Linked DNA regions of Ovis aries: region 2 is linked to region 1. Evidence: chromatin contacts called from public Hi-C data. All regions are on one chromosome and are shown on one strand. The core of a region is the stretch at or near the end of the contact, and the rest is flanking DNA. Distances in the headings are between cores, read along the strand shown. Region 1 holds the start of ACO1 (aconitase 1). Region 2 overlaps RIGI (RNA sensor RIG-I).

The links. Hi-C and Micro-C count contacts between places; a contact is called where the count stands out from the background.
Region 2: a Hi-C map of liver shows a contact between it and region 1, with 3 times the contacts expected there. The contact joins the enhancer-like site here to the promoter of ACO1 in region 1. A contact is called at or near these places in 9 of 16 Hi-C or Micro-C datasets (blood, liver, mesenteric adipose tissue and 5 more).

The regions. Positions count from the first base shown.
Region 1 is chr2:101,542,621-101,550,554 of ARS-UI_Ramb_v3.0, forward strand. ACO1 (aconitase 1) reads left to right here and starts at 3,477. Exons shown (of 21, transcript XM_015093260.4): 1 at 3,477-3,552.
Region 2 is chr2:101,619,761-101,627,694 of ARS-UI_Ramb_v3.0, forward strand. All of the region lies in intron 16 of RIGI (RNA sensor RIG-I), which reads right to left. Among named protein-coding and RNA genes, the nearest start is that of TRNAG-UCC, 25 kb to the left of the region's middle. Within about 2 kb of position 2,786, at least 5 of the 54 cell types and tissues checked have an H3K27ac peak or open chromatin away from gene starts, as enhancers often do. A contact at or near this core is called in liver, where this site is marked.

The DNA.
Region 1 (7,934 bases), core at 2,227-4,726:
AAGCTATGACAAACCTAGACAGCGTATTAGAAAGCAGAGGCATCACTTTGCCGACACATATCCATATAGTCAAAGCTATGATTGTTCTAGTAGTCATGTGTTGATGTGAGTGTTGGACCATAAAGAAGGCTGAGCACCGAATAATTGATGCTTTCGAACTGTGGTGTTGGAGAAGACTCTTCGGAATCCCTTGGACTGCAAGGAGATCAAATCAGTCAATCCTAAAAGAAATCAGTACTGAATATTCATTGGAAGGACTGATGCTGAAGCTGAAGCTGAAGCTCCAATACTTTGGCCACCTGATGCGAAGAACTGACTCAGTGGAACAGACCCTGATGCTAGAAGAGATTGAAGGCAGGAGGAGAAGGGGATGACAGAAGGTGAGATGGCTGGATGGCATCACTGACTCAATGGACATGAGTTTGAGCAAACTCTGAGAGACAGTGAAGGACCAAGAAGCCTGGGGTGCTGCAGTCCATGGGGTCACAAAGAATCAGACAAAACTGAGCAACTGAACAATAACAACAATATGTTCAGCAATGAAAGACTTACTACAGATCATTATCCAGAAAAAAATATTAAATAAGTCAGTAGCAGCAGAGTCAGAACAGTAATATGACTGTGATATGATTTCTAACACCTCCATCCCCAGGATGGAGAGCATCTTTACCTGAGTGCACCTAAATTACAGAGCTGTAGCAGGGAACTCTGGACTGTCAAACAGGGAGACACAGGCCTGAAAATAAATGAATAAAGAATTTTAGACCATATAGGAACAGACCAAAGTTCCCTCCTGGAACATTTAAGCTCCTCTTCTTGTCTGCAAAGAACTAGTAACTTATAACCTCAGAGTATCCAATGATTTCATTTAAATAATTATATACTTTTGAAATTCGTTTATTGGCTGTGCAGGGTCTTCGTTGCTGCGTGAGGGTTTCTCTAATTGTGATGAGCAGGGGTTACTCTCTAGTGGCAATGCATAGGCATCTCATTGCGGTGGCTTCTCTTTTGCAGAGCATGGGTGCTAGAGCATGACCTCAGTAGCTGAGGCACCTGGGCCCAGCTGTCCTGCAGCACATGGGGTCTTCCCAGACCAGAGATCAAACCCATATCCTCTGTACTGGCAGGCAGACTCTCAACCACTGGATCACCAGCAAAGTCCTGCTGCTGCTGCTGCTGCTGCTGCTGCTGCTGCTGCTGCTGCTGCTACTGCTGCTGCGTCACTTCAGTCGTGTCCGACTCTGTGTGACCCCATAGACAGCAGCCCACCAGGCTCCGCCATCCCTGGGATTCTCCAGGCAAGAACACTGGAGTGGGTTGCCATTTCCTTCTCCAATGCATGAAAGTGAAAAGTGAAGTCGCTCAGTCGTGTCCAACTCTTCGCGACCCCATAGACTGCAGCCCACCAGGCTCCTCCATCCATGGGATTTTCCAGGCAAGAGTACTGGAGTGGGTTGCCATTGCCTTCTCCTACTCAAGTGCTAATGCTCCACAAATAGCTGCTGTTAAAAGAGTGTGGAGATCTGAAGAAGGTTAAGGTCAATGATGGAGACAGAGCAGACTTTAGCTGGAAGTTTGCATAGAGAGAAAATAGATGACGAAGACTTCATCAGTGTATGGAGTTACATGTAAAGTGAGAAGAGAAAAAGTGCACTGAAAGAGCCTAAGAAAGAGGGGCCAAATTAAGAAGAGGTGAATCATGAGAGTAGAAGCCTCTAAAGCCAAAAGGAGGTTAAAATTTCAAGGAAAGACCTATTACCAGTATCAAATACCACAGAGCAGTCAGCAAGGGCAAGAACAGAAGAGAGGTCACTGGGTTTTGCAATCCACACATTCCTGGTGACAGGCCCAAGAGCAAAAGAGTAGGGTGACGCGAGAACTTTTTCCTTCACTGTTTTGGCCAGAGCGTTTACTAATAAATCTCAATTCCTTTTATAGTTCTGATTTAATTATTTCCTATCAAGGATTATCAGCTCTCCTATTACATGTATGTTACCATTAAACATTAAGAAATTTTGCTTTGTGAAGGGCTGCCTTGGTTAAGAATCAAAATTTAGCTGGATGTCTTTTCTCCCTACCCCTCAGCCTTCTGCACATACTCTCTAAGGGGACCCCAGTCCACTCAAGGGAAGTTTGTTCAATGGATGTGAATGGTAACAGTTTAGAAAGTGGGTAGGAAGAAAGTCTTCTCCCATACAGTAAAAATATAATGCTTGTTATGTGTGTGTGTGCGCTCAGTTAGTCATGTCCAATTCTTTGCGACCCCATGAACTACAGCCCGCCAGGCTGCTTTGTCCATGGGGATTCTGCCATTTCCTCCTCCAGGGGATATTCCTGACCCAGGCATTCAACTCATGCCTCCATCTGCACTGGCAGGTGGATTCTTTACCACTGAGCCACCTGGGAAGCAATGTTTACTACACAGTAAATATGTCCTTCTTCAAACTTGAATATAGTAGCAGCCGTGTTAGTTGCTCAGCAGTGCCCGACTCTTTGCAACCCCATGGACTGTAACTCGCCAGGTTCCTCTGTCCATGGGATTCTCCAGGCAAGAATACTGGAGTGGGTTGTCATTTCCTCCTTCTCCAGGGGATCTTCCCAACCCAGGGTTATGAACCCGTTTTTCTTATGTCTCCTGCATTGGCAGGCGGGTTCTTTACCGCTAGCCTCACCTGGGAAGCTAAAAACGCTACGTTACACAGGTTGGCCCCTATGGGGATAGCCACTACTCCTTCTTTCTATAAGCCGTATATCCATATACTCAAGATAGAAAACTACAATCACTCTTTATATAAGTTGGGCAAAACCCTCACCTTTTCTCTAGAAAGATCTAATCAGTCAAATTTGCCTGAGCAGGCGCGACGCCAACCAACCTATAGAAACTAGGCGCAGTGAGGAAGGCCTGCTGAGTCAACTCAGTCATTTCTCTGACTTCTGACAGGTGAACAGCCTGCATTAGGAAGCGTTGCTAGACATAAAAAAACAACAACACTGAAACTTTGCACTCCATAACCATGGAAACTCTGAAGTCCTGGCAGTCACTCGGCTCGCTTTGCCAGGCGCTAAGATGGGGGCGGGGTGGGGGCAAAGGGGAGAGAGGGGAGGTGACCACGTACCGGGGTGTCGGACAGGGAAGCCTCCACAGTGACGGTCAAATCATTTTTAAAAGCTGCATTTCTCACCTGCCCCTTCAGCTCCTTCCCTGCGAGCTGGGCAGTCACACTCCACGCCCAAGAGTGAGCGTGTCCCCGGCCTGGGCCAGCATGGGAGGATCCTGTCCTGAGGCGGCTTCCTGCCGCTGACCCCCAGCTACCCCGCTCCCTCCCGGGCGAGGTCTCCGCGCCCGCAAGCCCCGCCCCGCCCGCAAGCCCCGCCCCGCCCGCAGGCCCCGCCCCACTCGCCGGCCCCGGCCCGGCCCCGGCCCGGCCCCGCCCCTCGGCTGGCGGCCCTGCGGCGACAGGGGGCGGAGCGGCGCCAGCGGCTGGACTCAGCCCGGGAGAGCGCCCCCAGCCTGGTTCCCCGCGCCAGTCGGAGTCCGCCGTGCGCCCCGCGGTGAGTACGACGCGGCCCAACCCGGGTCCCCGGGCCCGAGCGCCGGCCGCCCTGCCCCGGCGGGGGAAATGCGGGTCGGCGGAACCCCGGGCCGCCTCCCCGAGCCGGGCTGCGGCGCGCCGGGCCGCCCGGGGGAGCGGGAAGGCAGCCGGGAGAATCGGGACTAGTTCCTGGGGACTGACCCCTCCGCCCTGTTCCCAGCCCGTGCCGCGCCGAGGACCGGGGCGGGACTGGAAATGGCTCTCCTCGGCCTCCTTCGCCCGGGCTGTGCCGGCCGCCGGGAGAGTCCGCGCCGAGCTTGTGCGGGCCTCAGCCGGGAGTCGGCGAGGCTGTGGGGGCCGCCGGGAGAATCCACGCTGCGACTTGTCCCGGCACACTGAAGCGGGGAGTCCTGCCCCCAAGGAGGGTGTGCGGGCTTCGCCGGGGAGTCCTCGTCGAGCTGGGGGTGGCGAGGGAGGGACATTTCCCACTGGGGTTCCGACAGATCGGGGAGTCCACACCAGGTGGTAAGGGGGAAATGGAGTGAGGAGGGAAGAGACCCTCGGTGGAAGGGGTGGGGACACAGTCCATCCTGAAGATTCACAGACCTAGGGAGGAGTGAGTGAGTGTGTCTGTGTGTGTCTGTGTGTGTGTGTGTGTGTGTGTGTGTGTGTGTGTGTGTGTTGCGGGGATGGGGGCAGAGAGTCGGAAACAGCCTCTCAGCAGTGGGGACAGAGTCCATCCTAAAGACTCACAGACCCAGGGAGGAGTGAGTGAGTGAGTGAGTGTGTGTGTGTGTGTGTGTGTGTGTGTGTGTTGCGGGAACGGGGGCAGAGAGTCGGAAACAGCCTCTCAGCAGTTCTCAAACTCCCCTATACACTCTTAAAAATTAGTATATTAAGGAGCTTTTATGTGGGTTATGTGTCTCAATATTTATCATGTATAACTAAAACAGAATTTTTCAATATATTTAGTATCTCATTTAAAAATAGTGGTAAAGAATCCACCTGCCAGTGCAGGAGACATAAGAGATGTGGGTTTGATCCCTGGGTTGGGAATATCCCCTGGATATGAAAATGGCAACCCACTCCAGTATCCTTGCCTGGAGAATCCCGTGGACTTAGGAGCCTGATGGGCTACAGTCTATGGGGGTAGCAAAGAGTCTGATATGACTGAGCACACAGACATGCATGCATTATATGTTGATATGTGTTTATGAAAATAACCATACCTTTCAAAATAGAATGTTACTGACCAGAGTATCATTGTATTATATTTTTGCAAATCTCCTATCAGTTTTAATAAGTGGCAGCTAGGGTTCTTATATCGTGCTTCTGCACTGTCTGTTGCGGTATTACATGTCATATCGCCTCTGGAAAACTCCACTGTGTACTCCTGAATGTGTGTGAGTAAAAGCATCAAATAGCATCTTGGTATTATTATGAAAGTGGTTTTGACTTTGTGAATCCCTAGAGTCCTCTGCACCACACTTTGAGAACCACTGGAGTAGGAAATGCTTCAGGGGCTCAAGTCATTGATCCCGCTTCTTGTTTGTGATCCTTCCTCTGAATGGGAACACGGATCACCCCAAGGAAGGATGGTTAACCTCTGGTAGCTGCAACCAAGCTGACCTCACTCTGGAAACCCAAGTACTGTGTCCCCACGTAAAAGATAATGAGCCCTGCACGCCTCCTGAAAACTGGCAAGGCTCTCAGATGCCTTAGGTTATTTCTGTGCCTGCAGAGGTGGCCTATGTATGCCTTCAGATTGTAGTGGGGATGTGGCACACAGGACCTATGGGTTCAGAGACATGCCCATAGGGAGCCGGTGCCAAGTGTGGAGGAGTTTGTTCAAGAGCTTCCAAGTGGGTCGGAAGTGATTTCGAAGAGAACAGGGAGGCATGTTATTGCCTCCCTTTCCTCCATGATCACTTCTGTGTGTGGTTGTGCAACCTTGCATTTATTGGAATATGATTCCCAGTCTTGGTGCTCTTTCCCTTTCCACTTTCGGGGTTGGGGGGTGTTTGTCCCTGTGGGTGGCCCTTCCTCAGCCTCTGCCAGACCCCAGTGTCCTGCAGGCTGCTGTGTGGTAGGTGGGGACCCCTCATTGGATTTCTTCCTTGGCTTCTTGCTCTGTCAGCACAAGTTCCAGATAGAAATTAGGTACATATATAGCCTTATAAGAGCACCATTGTGGCTTAGCAGTAAAGAATCTGCCTGCCAATATAGGAGATGAGGGTTCTATCGCTAGGTCGGGAAGACCTCTGGAGAAGGAAATGGCAACCCACACCAGTATTTCTGCCTGGAAAATCCCACGGACAGGAGAACCTGACAGGGTACAGTCCATGGGGTTGCAAAGAATCAGACACGACTTAGCAACTGGACACACATACACACACCATGGCCTTATAAATGTTTGGAAGACAGACATCCCAAACCATTAACAGTCAGTTCTGGGCAATGGAGTCAGAAAAAAGGCAGGAACCTTCTCCTTGTTACTCTTTATGATACCATATGACCACCTGTTTAGCAGCATTCCTGTATTGCTTTTACAATCTGAAAACAAAAACTGAAATCCCAACAACATACACTTTTTCAAAGAAGATAGGAGTATTTCTCTGATAAGAATGTTACCACTACTCCCTCTCTCCCAAGAAAACAAATTACTTTATTACATCACATTTCTAAACTAGTATCTGTGATACTAGTATATATATATTAAGTCAAAATGATACTAGGAGAGAGCCCTCTGAGATCAAAACATTCTTGAACAGTATAGTTTGATGTAAGGTTAGAAGCCACCAGATCAGACTGTTCTTCAGTGGATCATCATACCCCCCTTAAACTGCTGTTGTAAAGTGCTATTTCATGAAATGTCATAAAGTACAGTTTTAAAATTTTAAAAATGTGATACCCAAGACTGTTTCTCTGTGAGAAAGTTACGAGAAGAGAAAGCATGTTCATGTACGTTCTGATGTGCCCACGCACCAAGTGGGGCAAAGGATATGCCCACATGCCAAGTGGTTTTCTCTTGGTGGTAGGGTACAGTAGATTTTTATTTATCTTCACTTTGCTTATTAATAGTTGCTGCTGCTGCTGCTAAGTCGCTTCAGTCGTGTCCAACTCTGTGCGACCCCATAGACGGCAGCCAACCAGGCTCCCCAGTCCCTGGGATTCTCCAGGCAAGAATGGCACTGGAGTGGGGTGCCATTGCCTCCTCTGATTAATAGTTGCTAGCAACCACTAAACAAGTATTAAACTTGATGTGACCAGAAATAGCCTCTACAGTTACTTGTATACAGAGGACAACATAATTGCCTTCGTTTTGCTTAGATGGACCATACAACCTGGCCAGTAGCAGACCCTTGCTACTCCCTTCCTCCCAGTGGGAAGTGGAGAAAGAAGTGTGTGGAAAGCGACTCAGGGGGGAAACAAAAACAGCCCTCAGTCACATTGTGTGGTGTCTACTTCCCCCTGTAAGATCAGCTCCAATCTCTCCTTCCAATCAGCCCTGCCCTCTCCTTCCAAGTGACCCAGAGGTTAGACAGTTCTTATTGGATTTGCACCATCACCCGAGAAGCCATCAGCTGACTACCTCCCCAGACTCACTGGCCTTTTTTTAATGGAAAACTTCAGACATACAAAGAAATGGAGACTATAAATCCCCAGCTTCAGCAGTTATGAACATTAACATCTTTATGTTCAACTGTATAAACTAATGAAAAAAGTATTCTTTGTTGTGTCTTTTTAGTATCAAGCATGTGCTGACTGCTGTAGCAAAATCTTAAAGTCTTGTGCCCTGCAGTCAGCATGACTGAACCCCTAGAGTGGGTTTCACACACTTGCTATGTGGTCCCGCTTCTCTGCCTCTGCGTTTGCTTGCCTCTTGGCCTTTCTTCTTCCTGTCTCCCAGTTCTGCTCTGTTAAGGCTTTCTCACCTCCCCTAGTCACAGCTGTCTCTTTCCTCTGGCCTCTCTTATGACCCTTTGCAAACAGCAAGCTTATTTCAGTCTCCTTAGCCAGATCATCATCTTTGTAATATTCAAGTAAAACAAGGTTTTCCTTTCTCCCTTTCTCCTGTGCTGCTTGTGCTTAATTACTCAGTCGTGTCCGACTGTGACCCCATGGACTATAGCCCGCCAGGCTCATTTGTCTATGGGGATTCTCCAGGCAAGAATACTGGAGTGGGTAGCCTATCCCTTCTCCAGGGGATCTTCCCAACCCAGAAATCAAATCAGGGTCTCCTGCATTGCAGGTGGATTCTTTACCAACTGAGCTACCAGGGAAGCAATACTTTGTGCAGAGAAGATGCTCAAGAGATAGATGCTAAATTAATTTAACTCAAGCACTGGAGAACATTTTTGATTACAAGAGAAATGTATCATGTTCAAGGGAAATTTTTCC
Region 2 (7,934 bases), core at 1,536-4,035, 76 kb after region 1:
CACACACCCCATACATTATAATTTATTCCTATACAACTTCTATGAACATACAGTACCTGGTTTTGTTTATAAAAATCCCACAGATAATTTTGATTCTCCTAATTCTTTGTTAGTCAGTGTTTAACTGTGGCCTCTCCAATTAGTCTTTCCATATCTTCATCAAAGATCCATAAAAGCATGAAAGATGTCCATAAAATAGTCATGCAAACCATGCTTTCTACATTAGTAGTTGGTAAAACTTTTAAAATCCTTCACAAATAGACATATGATATGCATTGACTGTTTTAGGAATAAAATACCCACTCCCAAGGTATAAACCTATTGAATAGAACAGCAGGCAGAAGAGTCCCCCACCACCTAAAATCTTTTTTCTCTCTTCCCTTCCAAACCACAAAGAATATTGTTGAATTACATTAAAGTTAAATGTCTAGGATGACTACATTCTACCTCAAAATTTAGGCCTTGGCTAAGTACAACTAAAAACACTGAAACATTATATATAAAATAAACATAAGATTCTGAAGGACCAAGAGAAGAAGGCAGACCAGCTAGGAACCATGGGGCCCTAGAAACCACATGTGAGTGAGATCCCTGGGGTTTGTCTTTTTTCGCCTTGTGTATATATCCCAGACATGGGGCCGAAGAAGCTGGCAACCAGAAATACCTCTCGGCACACACAGAAAGTCTGAACAAAAGCCTGTCTCTCTAGCCAAAGGATGAAGACAGGGGCAACTAGCGAGACAGAAAACTTTTAGACACTAGCTGTTCCACAGAGAGAAATCAACAACAGTGACCAAAAAAAAAAAAAAGAACCAAGAAACCCTGAATCTAGTGGGGAGGAACCTAGAATTCCACTTCTTAGGGCTGATACGAAGCATCTCAACACTCCCCCCTGGTGGTGTCAGAGAATGCCACACGGTAGCCCCCTTGTCTGCAGAATCCATAGAGATCACGCTGGGGTCCAGAACGTCCATCCCCAAGCGGAAGTAACAAGGAGCCTCCCCTTGCTGACATCAACAGAAGCTGAGTAGGAAACCTCGACTTCTACCCTCACCTGGCAGTTATGAAACAGGGTCACCTACCTCCCCTGCCAGAACAGTATCAGAAGCAGCCAGCTAACACGGAAGGTGAAGGTCCCAAATTTCATCATCTGGTATGAAAACCTCTGGGTTTTGATTTAAAAATCACTCTTTATACCAAAGACCAGAAAGATCTCAATTTGAATGGAAAATAAAAGACAACCAGTTGATGTTAACACTGAGATGACAGAGATTTGAGAATCATCTGACAAAACCTTTAAACTAGCTATAATAAAAATGCTTCAATGGGTCATCATAAACACTCCTGAAGCAAACAAACTTAGAGGCTCAACAAAGAAATGGAAGGTATAAAGAAGAACAGAATGGAAATTTTGGAACTAAAAGATACAATAACCAAAACAAAAAGTTTGGTGGATGGGCTCAATAGCAGAACAGAGAGGACAAAGGAAAGAATCCGTGAACTGGAAGACAGAACAACAGGAATGACCCAATCTAAACAACAGAAAGCAAACAGAAAAAAATTAACAAATGAGCAGAGCCTCAGCTAACTTTAGGACTACTTTAAAAAGATCTAACAGTTATGACAGGAGAGGGGAAAGAGCAGAGCTTAAAAAGTACTCAAAGAAACAATGACTAAACATTTCCCAAATTTTGCATAACAGAACCCTACAGACAGAAGATGCTGGACAAATCCAAACAGGATAAATGCAAAGAAACCACACCAAGACACATTGTAGTTAAACTTCCGGAAACTAAAGACACAGGAAAAAACTTCGGTGTGTATGTATGGTTTGCCCCTTACCTTCATTTATTTATCTATTTCTGGATTTACATGGTTTTTAGATGGTAATTTCACCTTTAAGAGATTTATCCTATGGGAAGTCCAGATCATTTGATTTATATTGTCTTTTAAAATATTTTTTCAATTGAAGTGTAGTTGATTTACAATGTTATGCCAATCTCTGCTGTATAGCACAGTGACTCAGCTACACACATATAGACACATTTTTTTCTAGTATGGTTTATCACAGGATATTAAATATGTTCGCTGTGCTATCCAGTAGGACCTTCTTGTTTATCCTATTGTTGTGTAAACTATTACATATAACAGTTTACATTTAATTCGCTGATCCCAAGCTTCCCTCCCCGATCCACTCCTCCCTGGCAAACACAAGTCTGTTCTCTAAACACACAGGAAAAAAATCTTGAGAGCAACCAGAAAAAAAAAAAAAAAAAAATGGCACCTTACCTACAAGGGAAAAACCATCTGAATGACACCAGATTTCTCACCAGAGAATGTGGACAGCAGACAAAAGTGGCACAATATTTTTCAAATGCTAAAAGAAAACCCTGTCAATCCAAATGCCTATATTCGCAGCAATATATACTTAGAAATAAAGAGGAAATCAAGACATTCTCAGGTGAAGCAAAACAAATTATTTTAAGAATTTGTGCACCAGCAGACGTTCCCTTCCCTAAAAGAAGAGCAAAAAGAAGTTCTCTAAAGAGAAGAACGTGACAGAAGAAGAAGCCCTGAAACCTCAAACATCAAGGAAGAAAGAGCATGGTGATTACAGAGCAGAGCTGGCTGTGGAAGGGTCTGCTCTGCCCCACTGGTCTGTGGGGCTGCCTCTGTTTTATCCAATGTTCCAGGTGGAACCAGACAGCTTAGGTGTAGCCCTGTTCCTACCACTTACAGCCGTGTCATTCTGGGCAAGCGCCTCAAATATAAAATGGGAACAGTCACAGCATTTACTTCATAGGTTGTTGGGAGGTAACATGAGTTAATAATTGATCAGGACTGCCTGGCATAGCTTTAATGCTCCTTGTATTCGTCTTGGTCTGTTAGGCTAGTATTTTGCCAAGAACCATGAAAATGTTAATGATGGTGATTTGTACTTCAGTACTGGGTAGGGCATTATCTATTCGTGAGTTATTTTTTCAGAAATGCCATCGCTATTTTCATTCATGCATGTGTCTATATAAACTCTGGAGCTATTTTACAAAGCTAAAGCCTCATTTCTATTTTGATTGTGGGCTATGATAAATGCACAACTGGATTTGCAGTGAAGGCACAGCTTTAAAATAGTCAGCCATTCAAGAAAATGCTGTTTCTTTTCTTTCTTTTTCAAAAGTTTTTTACTTGGCTGTGCCGGTACGTCGGAGAAGGCAATGGCACCCCACTCCAGTGCTCTTGCCTGGAAAATCCCATGGACGGAGGAGCCTGGTAGCCTGCAATCCATGGGGTCACTAAGAGTCGGGCACAACTGAGCGACTTCACTTTCACTTTTCATTTTCATGCAAATGGAAACCCACTCCAGTGTTCTTGCCTGAAGAATCCCAGGGACGGGGGAGCCTGGTGGGCTGCCGTCTCTGGGGTCGCACAGAGTCGGACACGACTGAAGCGACTTAGCAGCAGCAGCCGGTATTAGTTGCAGCATGTGGGATCTAGTTCCCTGACCAAGGATTGAATGTGGGCTCCCTGCATTGGGAGCTTGGAGCCTTAGCCACTGGACCACCGGGGTAGTCCCAGGGTTTCTTTTGTCTTAATTTACCTTCTATTACTCAGTAAAATTTTTTTAGTTGTCCTAGTGGTGTTGGAGAAGACTCTTGAGAGTCCCTTGGACTGCAAGGAGATCCAACCAGTCCATCCTAAAGGAGATGAGTCCTGGGTGTTCACTGGAAGGACTGATGTTGAAGCTGAAACTCCAATACTTTGGCCACTTCATGCAAAGAGCTGACTCATTTGAAAAGACCCTGATGCTGGGAGGGATTGGGGGCAGGAGGAGAAGGGGACGACAGAGGATGAGATGGCTGGATGGCATCACCAACACGATGGACATGAGTTTGGGTGAACTCCAGGAGTTGGTGATGGACAGGGAGGCCTGGCGTGCTGCTGTTCATGGGGTTGCAAAGAATTGGACACGACTAAGCGACTGAACTGAACTGAACTGATTTATGCTTCAAACAGTTCTGGTCAGGACAACAGATGCAGAGTTTAGCCAGATGGACTCTGCCAGCTCTACCCCGACCTAGCTGTGTGATCTACTGACACTGAAAATTTTCATGCCTCAGTTTCCCTCCCAGAGCGTGACTTCATGAGAGGCTCAACCACATGGATCGCTGCGAGACCCGTTGATATAAATAAGCATTTGCAGGGCTTGGTGGAGAGCCCATGTTCTGCACGGATGAGTCAGTTATTGTCACTGTGAGCGGAAATGTCCCAGCCCCGTATACCTTGTACTGGTTACTGATCACCCATTGAGAAGCCATGGATCTCTAAAGCACTTCAAACTCAAATAAAGCTTGATTTATATTTAAAAATTTAGGCCTGGAATATAGGCCAGGAAAGCAATCAAAATATGATTTCCTCTCCCCTGATTCCCCACTCTACTCCATCCCACCTGTAACTATCTTCATTGTCTTTGTAAGAATAAAGGAAGCGTAATGTGCCCGATTTCCAATTCACATCTTCACTGTTATAAAACTGCTGCATGATGTGTGCATTTGCCTCGTTATTTCCTCTGGGTAAATTTCTAGAAACGAAATTCCTGGGTTACATGATATACATTTCCCTATGAGGAATTTTAATTTCTCAGACATGGTTCTGATCATTACTTAAGGTAGGCCCAGGGTGGGGGGAATGTGACGGGAAAAAGGTACAAATATAAACTTTCCCTTTGGGCATCCAATTAAAAAAAATCACCTACATATACTAAAATGCAATTAAATAGTTCAGTTCAGTTCAGTCACTCAGTCGTGTCCGACTCTTTGCAACCCCATGGACTGCAGCATGCCAGGCTTCCCTCTCCATCACCAACTGCTGGAGCCTGCTTAAACTCATGTCCATCGCATCGGTGATGCCATCCAACCATCTCATCCTCTGTTGTCCCCTTCTCCTCCCGCCTTCAATCTTTCCCAGCAGCAGGGTCTTTTCAAATGAGTCGGTTCTACGCATCACGTGGCCAAAGTACTGGCGTTTCAGCTTCAGCCATCAGTCCTTCCAATGAATATTCAGGACTGATCTCCTTTAGAATAGACTGGTTTGATCTCCTTGCAGTCCAAGGGACTCTCAAGTGTCTTCTCCAACACCACAGTTCAAAATCATCCGTTCTTCAACACTCAGCTCTCTTCACAGTCCAACTCTCACACCCATACATGACTACTGGAAAAACCATAGCCTTGACTAGATGAACCTTTGTTAGTAAAGTAATGTCTCTGTTTTTTAATATGCTGTCTAGGTTGGTCATATCTTTTCTTTCAAGGAGCAAGCATCTTTTCATTTCATGGCTGCAGTCACCATCTGCAATGATTTTGGAGCCCCCCAAAATAAAGTCTTTCACTGTTTCCATTGTAATAATCTCAAATATTTTAAATGTCACTAAAGGCAATAAATATAAATCCTAAAAATTAAAACTCTTACTTCTATACTGAAAACTAAGTAAAACTGAGTAACTGGATAAAGAGGTTTAACCAAAGTCACAAGTTAAGTCTAGAGGACACGGTCTCCCCTTCGCCCACCTGTGGTTGGGAAGCAGCGTAACTCCCTACACTGAGGTGAGAAAAGCGAAACTATGAATACCTGATTGTATGCAGTCGTGGGCAGAGATCAGGTTGGAAATTCTGTAGCCAAAATGAACTTTCTTTTACCCTGAATCTTATCCTCTACTCCTAAGAAAGGAAAGTAGGCTTCTTCATTTTGATTTCAAATGACCCTCCACAACTAGAACTATGAAAAATATCCTTTATACTTTATTGCTCTAGAATGAAGTCCAATCAGATCCTGAGGCTTCCATCATGGAAATAAGTTTCTGGAGGGTTCTGGGCCATCTACAGGTTCAGCTAGATGGCTGCAGAATAACCAGAGGTCCCCGAGGGCCACAGTGCTCTGGGGAAGTCAGCCACACGGAGGTAATGGACAAGGCAGCTGTGGGTGTGGAGAAGAGAGTGCACACGCTCCCTTCCCCCACTCAAGGGCTGCCTTAATGCACTCTGAACTTCTTCCCTCACTTGTGCAAAGTTTTTTGATATAAAGGGCCCAGGTGCTCAGATCCAATGTCCAGTTCAGTTCAGTCGCTCAGTCGTGTCCGACTCTGCGACCCCATGAGCTGCAGCACGCCGGGCCTCCCTGTCCAACATCAACTCTCGGAGCCTACCAAAACTCATGTCCATTGAGTCAGTGATGCCATCCAACCATCTCATCCTCTGTCATCTCCTTCTCCTCCTGCTCTCAATCTGTCCCAGCATCAGGGTCTTTTCAAATGAGTCAGCTCTTCGCATGAGGTGGCCAAGTATTGGAGTTTCAGCCTCAACATCAGATCTTCCAGTGAACACCCAGGACTCATCTCCTTTAGGATCGACTGGTTGGATCTCCTTGCAGTCCAAGAGACTCTCAAGAGTCTTCTCCAACACCACAGTTCAAAAACATCAATTCTTCGGAGCTCAGCTTTCTTCACAGTCCAATTTTCACATCTATACATGACTACTGGAAAAACCATAGCCTTGACTAGATGGACCTTTGTTGGCAAAGTACTGTCTCTGCTTTTGAATATGCTATCTAGGTTGGTCATAACTTTTCTTCCAAGGAGTAAGCATCTTTTAATTTCATGGCTGCAGTCACCATCTGCAGTGATTTTGGAGCAGAAAAAAATAAAGTCAGCCACTGTTTCCACTGTTTCCCATCTATTTCCCATGAAGTGATGGGACCAAATGCCATGATCTTAGTTTTCTGAATGTTGAGCTTTAAGCCAACTTTTTCACTCTCCTCCTTCACTTTCATCAAGAGGCTCTTTAGTTCTTCTTCACTTTCTGCCATAAGGGTGGTGTCATCTGCATATCTGAGGTTACTGATATTTCTCCCGGCAATCTTGATTCTAGCTTGTGCTTCTTCCAGCCCAGCGTTTCTCATGATGTACTCTGCACAGAAGCTAAATAAGCAGGGTGACAATATACAGCCTTGACGTACTCCTTTTCCTATTTGGAACCAGTCTGTTGTTCCATGTCCAGTTCTAACTGTTGCTTCCTGACCTGCATATAGGTTACTCAAGAGGCAGGTCAGGTGGTCTGTATTCCCATCTCTTTCAGAATTTTCCACAGTTTCTTATGATCTACACAGTCAAAGGCTTTGGCATAGTCAAGAAAGCAGAAATAGATATGTTTCTGGAACTCTCTTGCTTTTTCGATGATCCAGTGGATGTTGGCAATTTCATCTCTGGCTCCTCTGCCTTTCCTAAAACCAGCTTGAACATCTGGAATTTCATGGTTCACGTATTGCTGAAGCCTGGCTTGGAGAATTTTGAGCATTACTTTACTAGCATGTGAGATGACTGCAATTCTGTGGTAGTCTGAGCATTCTTTGGCATTGCCTTTCTTAGGGATTGGAATGACAACTGCCCTTTTCCAGTCCTGTGGCCACTGCTGAGTGTTCCAAATTTGCTGACATATTGAGTGCAGCACTTTAACAGCATCATCTTTCAGGATTTAAAATAGCTCAACTGGAATTCCATCACCTCCACAGCTTTGTTTGTAGTGATGCTTCCTAAGGCCCACTTGACTTCACATTCCAGGATGTCTGGCTCTAGGTGGGTGATCACACCATCGTAATTAACTGGGTCATGAAGATCTTTTTTGTACAGTTCTGTGTATTCTTGCCACCTCTTCTTAATATCTTCTTCTGTTAAGTCCATATCATTTCTGTCCTTTATCGAGCCCATCTTCGCATGAAATGTTCCCTTGGTATCTCTAGTTTTCTTGACAAGATTTCTAGTCTTTGCTTTTTCAAAACACCACAGACAGGGGGCTCACCCCGAGAACCATAAATCCTTTGACTTTTAAGAGAATAAGGTTTCCCCTACCTTGGTATACTTCTCCTAAGCCTCTTCCCTTGACAGCAAA